2 separate regions of the Mus musculus genome follow, and region 1 is linked to region 2. The links are chromatin contacts, called in public HiChIP or PLAC-seq maps. All regions are on one chromosome and are shown on one strand. Each heading gives the region's core, a stretch centred on a gene start, on an enhancer-like site or on the middle of the called end of the contact. The rest is flanking DNA. Distances are from core to core; before and after follow the strand shown. Region 1 overlaps Pde9a (phosphodiesterase 9A). Region 2 has its middle 30 kb from the start of Pde9a.

Evidence for each region. HiChIP or PLAC-seq counts read pairs in DNA pulled down with a chosen protein or histone mark.
Region 1: an H3K27ac HiChIP or PLAC-seq map of oligodendrocyte precursor cells shows a contact between it and region 2, with 3 times the contacts expected there. The contact joins two enhancer-like sites. A contact is called at or near these places in 1 of 15 datasets of contacts at CTCF or cohesin (CD8 T cells), 16 of 484 Hi-C or Micro-C datasets (the HPC-7 cell line, LSK cells, bone marrow-derived macrophages and 8 more), 3 of 115 datasets of contacts at active chromatin or transcription factors (double positive thymocytes, embryonic stem cells and oligodendrocyte precursor cells) and 3 of 9 other capture datasets (adipose tissue, liver and pancreatic islet).

What each region holds. Positions count from the first base shown.
Region 1 is chr17:31,469,179-31,471,878 of GRCm38.p6, reverse strand. It overlaps Pde9a (phosphodiesterase 9A), which reads right to left. Exons shown (of 19, transcript NM_008804.4): 15 at 1,981-2,085; 16 at 1,070-1,198; 17 at 25-120. Among named protein-coding and RNA genes, the nearest start is that of Gm9902, 35 kb to the right of the region's middle. Within about 2 kb of position 1,363, at least 9 of the 459 cell types and tissues checked have an H3K27ac peak or open chromatin away from gene starts, as enhancers often do. A contact at or near this core is called in oligodendrocyte precursor cells, where this site is marked.
Region 2 is chr17:31,354,745-31,357,444 of GRCm38.p6, reverse strand. No RefSeq gene overlaps it. Among named protein-coding and RNA genes, the nearest start is that of Pde9a, 30 kb to the left of the region's middle. Within about 2 kb of position 1,339, at least 28 of the 459 cell types and tissues checked have an H3K27ac peak or open chromatin away from gene starts, as enhancers often do. A contact at or near this core is called in oligodendrocyte precursor cells, where this site is marked.

The sequences.
Region 1 (2,700 bases), core at 114-2,613, 110 kb before region 2:
CTGCACCCTCTGCACTGCCTTTACCTCCTTCATGGCATCGTCCAGCTGCTTCAGCTCCTCGTAGTGTTCTCGGGACTCCCAGAGCGGCCGCAGCATGGTCTCCTCAACAACGGGGAAGAGCTGGAGAGCAGAGGGTTCAAGATCAGACCCCACCATCGTGTTAAGCTGTGAAGAACACTGGAGAAGGGCTGTCAGGCCCTTGTGGGTACTTGTGAGCCTCAGGGATATCACTCTCCAGTGGCCTCAAATCAGGGCCTTCAAGAGAAATCCAAGGAGTGTGTGTCTCCTAGCCAGTTCCGAGACCTGGAGACCTCAGTGCATCCTTACCCACCTCCCATCTCAGCCTCTGGCTCAGGTTCCTGTCACTCTTCGTAGGACCCCAGAAAGCCTACAATCTTCTCCTGTTCCCCACTCCTTCCAGTAGGTATGGTCCCAGAGGGGCTTATGATGGGGACAGATCTGATAAAATTCCTGGTGGTAGTCTTAAAAATAGAAACCATGTGGGTGGCTCTGAGATACCCAGGGAATGATGGACAGTGGTTAGAGGTGGGACCAATGGGGTGGCAAAAGATGAGTGTGTGTTTGGGAGCCAGGGACTGGACAGGACCCATAGGCAGCTTAGGACCTGGAAGGTGGAGGCTACAGAGGCTGGGTGATAGAAGGCTAGGATCTGGTTGTGGGTACCGATTCCTGTCGCTCCTTTAAGGTGAGGCCTGGAAGGACAGGAGAGCCAACAGCTGGTACAACTGGCTGAGTCTTAAAGCTGGCAGAGATGGGCAGTGGAAAGTGGGCACCGAGGGCCCGACTCACACACAGGGAGCTCTTTGAAGAGCACGGGGGGGGGGGGGGGCAGAGCATTTAACACAGCTGAAAAGAATGGCTGCCAGGCAACCATCACCATGGCAACAGATGATGAAGCTGTAGAGGGTTCATGCATGCCTGTGTGCACATGTGTTTACTGCTGCTGTACCAACAGCATGTACTCACCATGCATATCCTTAAAGTGCACATGCATGCATGTGTGCACATGTGTGTTTACTGCTGCTGTCCAGGCAGCATGATCACTCACCTTGGTCACTGTTTCAAACATTGGGATCAGGACAAACTTGATGAACCCAATTTGGGCTGTTGCTTTGGTCACTTTGTCTCGGTCCATGAATGGGGCCACAGGAAGGCCTTCGGACTTCTCACGGTCACTCTGCAGGGAACAGAGTGACGGTGACATTGAAGGCATAAAGGCCCGTGGACTTTGGGACACAGAGCAGTCCTGTTCTTAGAAGAACAGTACATGCTGTCTAGCTGTCTAGCTGTGATCCTCCCGACCACACAAAGGCAGTTCAGTGGTGAGGTCCCAGAGCCTGCAGCATAAAGGCTACATATGAGCCAAGGTGAGCAGGTTGAAGCTGTAGGGCCCAAGTCTAAACACAGGCTGAGTGTGTCTGTCTGTCTCAAGGGCATTCCAGGGCAGCTTACAAGGCTGAGCTCAATAGCTCCTTGTCTGCATCTCCCATCCCGTCCTAACCACTATCCTCGTTCATAACTACCATATGAACAATCTTGTTTGGATTCACCATAGCGGCTGCCCCTCCCCTTGGGTCTCACTTCTTGACCCTTAGCCACTTATCTTGAGTCTGCTTCCAAAAGTGTCTATAAGTGGCCATGGCTGGCAGTTCCACCATTATGGTTTTTCTGGTGGTTACAGTCTCACATATACAGTACACCCTAATCAGGGCTGGCCTTGAACTCCTGATCTTCTTGCCTCCCAGCTGCTGGGATTACAGGTATGTGCCGTTGCCATGCCTACTCAGAACAATGCCAAAGCAGAACGCCATTTCTGCCAGATATCTACACAGACAGTGTTGTGGGGGCTGCTGGGGTGTGGCATGCATATGCCAGCCACACTGGTCTGCTTTTTCAAGCGCAGCACTGTCCACAGAGTTGGAAGGGGCACCCATAATCTGATGGCTCCGTGTCTTTTACCTGCATAAAATATTCTTCCAGTAAACAGTCCACCCACGGTTCTGCCACCTCCATGGGACGGACTTCATTGGAGATATCACAGCATTTTATGAGAATCATCTTCAGCTGAAAGGAGACGCTGGCATTTAGGGCGTTGGTAGATACAGCACAACCACCGCCACTGTGTGGGTTGACTGGATCCGCCATCATAAGTGGGAAAAAGAACAGGATGGGCGGGGAAGGGGTGGGGGCTGGGAACTGGGGGGCAGTATTGGCCATCAAGACAAGAGGTTTTCTACCTTGAAGGTTACTTTTCCTTCTTTGTGTTCTCTCTCTCTCTCACTCCCTACCTGTCTCTCCCCCGCTTCCCCCACCCCCCACTGCTGCTGCTGTACTGTACACTAGGATCTTGCAGTCTGAATTTCCCAGATTCCTAGGGAAAGATGGGGACCCATCAGACACACACTTTTAGAATACCAGCTATAAACTGTCATGTTACAAAGCAATGGAGGAGCCACATGCCCTCTCGTGTTTGAAATGGTCTCACTCTACAGCTCAGACTGGCCTTTAGAACTCAAGGCTGGCCTTGAACTCCTTATCTTTTTGCCTTCCAGCTTCTAGGATGACAGGTTATATGGGTCACTAGGTCTGGTTGTCAAAACAAGAACAAAGCAAGAAGCTGCAAATTCAAGGTCTGCCTACGGGGCCAGCAGGGACAATTTGACGAGACTCTCGTCCCAA
Region 2 (2,700 bases), core at 90-2,589:
CGAGGGCAACAGAAGAAAGGCGTGTCCTTCAGGTTCGGCTGGAGAAGATGACTGTCTTGAAAGTAAGATCTTCATGCAAAGCTTTTATGAAGGAAGAAAGTAGACATGCTGCCAAGACCCCTTTGACTCAGTCATCTATTAGTAGGATGTTTGGGGTGTTATCTGTAATTGGACAGTGTGTTGAGAACCGGTCTGCGTCAACTTGGCCTGCCCTGGTAGAGGTTACCATTGAGCATGAAGGCAGACTATTGGTGAACAACTCCAGCTTCATGTGGCAAGGTTAAGATGGTACACGAGAAGCTCTGAGACTCAGATGAGGTGCACAGACCCTGCCCAGGGAAGGGCGCAGCCACACGGGGCCATCTCAGTCTAGAGGAGTCAGGGCAAGGGCAAAGGTAGCCTTCTGCTCTCTGATCATGGGGTCACTTTACAGTCTGGCCAAGTGGTATTGACTTTAGAGAATGAGGGAAAGAATGGAATACCCGACAAAATGATTAAAGAAAACTCTGGTCTTAGTTCATGCAGGTAGACCCCCCCCCCCCCAGCTTGCTGGACTTCTGCAGAATAACACGCTCTTTGCTATTGCATACCATTTGAGTCTGGGGTCTCATTGAGGATGGAGAGCCAATGTTCAACCACCTCTTCTAACTCAGCGCTTTATGACAATTCTCAGTAAGGCACAGGCTATGGCCAGAAGAACCCCATCCCCACCCCCACCCCGGCACACACACACCACACGTGCCATGCCCCGTGATGCACACAGATGCTTGTAAATGCCTATAGTTTCGTGGTAAATGCTGCTCTTATTTTTAGCCTTTGGTTGTGATCATTAGACTAATAATACAGAAGAAGATGCTTAAGATGTGGGATGTGCCCAGATGGAGATGGCTGCCGTGTGGCAGGTGCTTATATTTGTCTCGGAAATCTGATCTCTCTGTCCGTTTCTCTTTGCCAGAGTCTGCCTTGCAGTCTTTCCGGGGCTGGGATGAATGTCGCATTTTTCATTTGCATCACGCAGAACATAAAATTGCACCAGAGAAAAAGGTTATTTGACTCAAATAGCTATGCCCAAAGGCAGGGCTTACTCAACTCAAATAGGTACTTTGTTCAGTGAACGGTAGCTTACCCCACCCCCGCCCACAGCTGACTGAGTTAAGGCCTCTCATGGGTGGCTAGGGATGGTGACATACATCTTTAATCCAGAAGAGCCAGGGCCCCACAAAAAGACCCTGTCACAAGACAAAACACAGAAACAAAAAGATTCCTCAAGGCCAGCTCCTCTCAGCTCGCCTCACAGTGAACAACTGTGTGCTCTGTTAGGTCACAGATACAGTGTGAGAGTTCCATCTTTGTGGGGTTCCTGAATAGATTTTTCCATTAAGAGTGGGTAAAGACAGTGGCTGGGAATGCTTGTTCATTGTTTATGTACGCTGCTAGCTTACAGGCCATTCCACTAGGCTCCTCCCAGGGACCTAGCAACCCAGGTGCACCAGGTGTGGGCTGCATATAAAAAGGACTGCCAGCCACCCCCACCCCATCTCTCTCTCTCTCTCTCTCCTCCCTCCCTTCCTCCTTCTCCCCCCCTCCCCGCCTTCTCCCCTCTCCCTTTCTCCCTCCCCCTCTCCCTCTCCCCCTCTCCCCCTCCCTTCCCCACGTTCTCATTCCCTCCTCCCATTTTCTGTCTTCTGCATCTCCCCTTATCTGCCCTCATATACTCTGCCCCCACCCCCGTTCATCTGCCTGTCCACACGTCCACTCATCTGCTGCTACCCCATCCCAGATCCTCACTCTCCTCCCCTAATAAACCCCTTTATAATAGATCTCTTGCACGGCTTAAATTGCTCAGGGGCACACCTTGGCGTGGGCCTGCCAGGTACACCCTTCGCCATATTATATTTCATAATATACACTCTCATGAATTCTCTGCTAGATCCTGCTGGGAACGGGGCCTCAGCAATTTACATAGAGCAAATCATCATATATTTAAGTGCCCTGTACCCCGGATGCACCTCAATGAGGACTCAAAGAGGGTTTTTTTTTTTTTTCAGTCGACTCCTGTCTGAAACCCACTTCACAGGGCCATTAAAAAGTCCTTTAGTATTCTTTGCAAAAAAAAAAAAAAACTCTTTCAGGGAAATATTCGTATGTTTGGGAAAATATTCACGATATGCTGGGAAAGTTATGTGCTGTGAGGGAGTCATTAGAGCTGAGTTGAACTGCAACACCCACAGTGATTCCTGTGTGTGGGAAGCTGTCAAGGGCAGTTTTCCCTGAGCCCGACAGACAGTGGTGACTGCCTCCTCCAGATGGAGAGATTGAAGGCAGTCCCGTGGTGGTCGGGGAAACTAGAAAATGAGAGCTAACCACTCAGCACATCAATACCCTGTTCCTGTCTGGAAAGAGTTACCCGCGTGCTGTGACTGAGGTAGTAGCTGCATGTTGGGGTTACCTGATAACTGTGCAGTCAAGAGTACCTGTTATGGTTTGTCTATGCTGGGCCCAGGGAGTGGCACTATTAGAAGGCCTGGCCTTGTTGGAGTGGGTGTGGCCTTGTTTGAGTGGGCGTGGCCTTGTTGGAGTGGGTGTGTCACTGTGGGTGTAGACTTTAAGACCCTCATCCCAGCTGCTTGGTAGTCAGTGTTTTGCTAGCAGCCTTCAGATGAAGATGTAGAACTCTCAGCTCCTCCTGCACCATGCCTG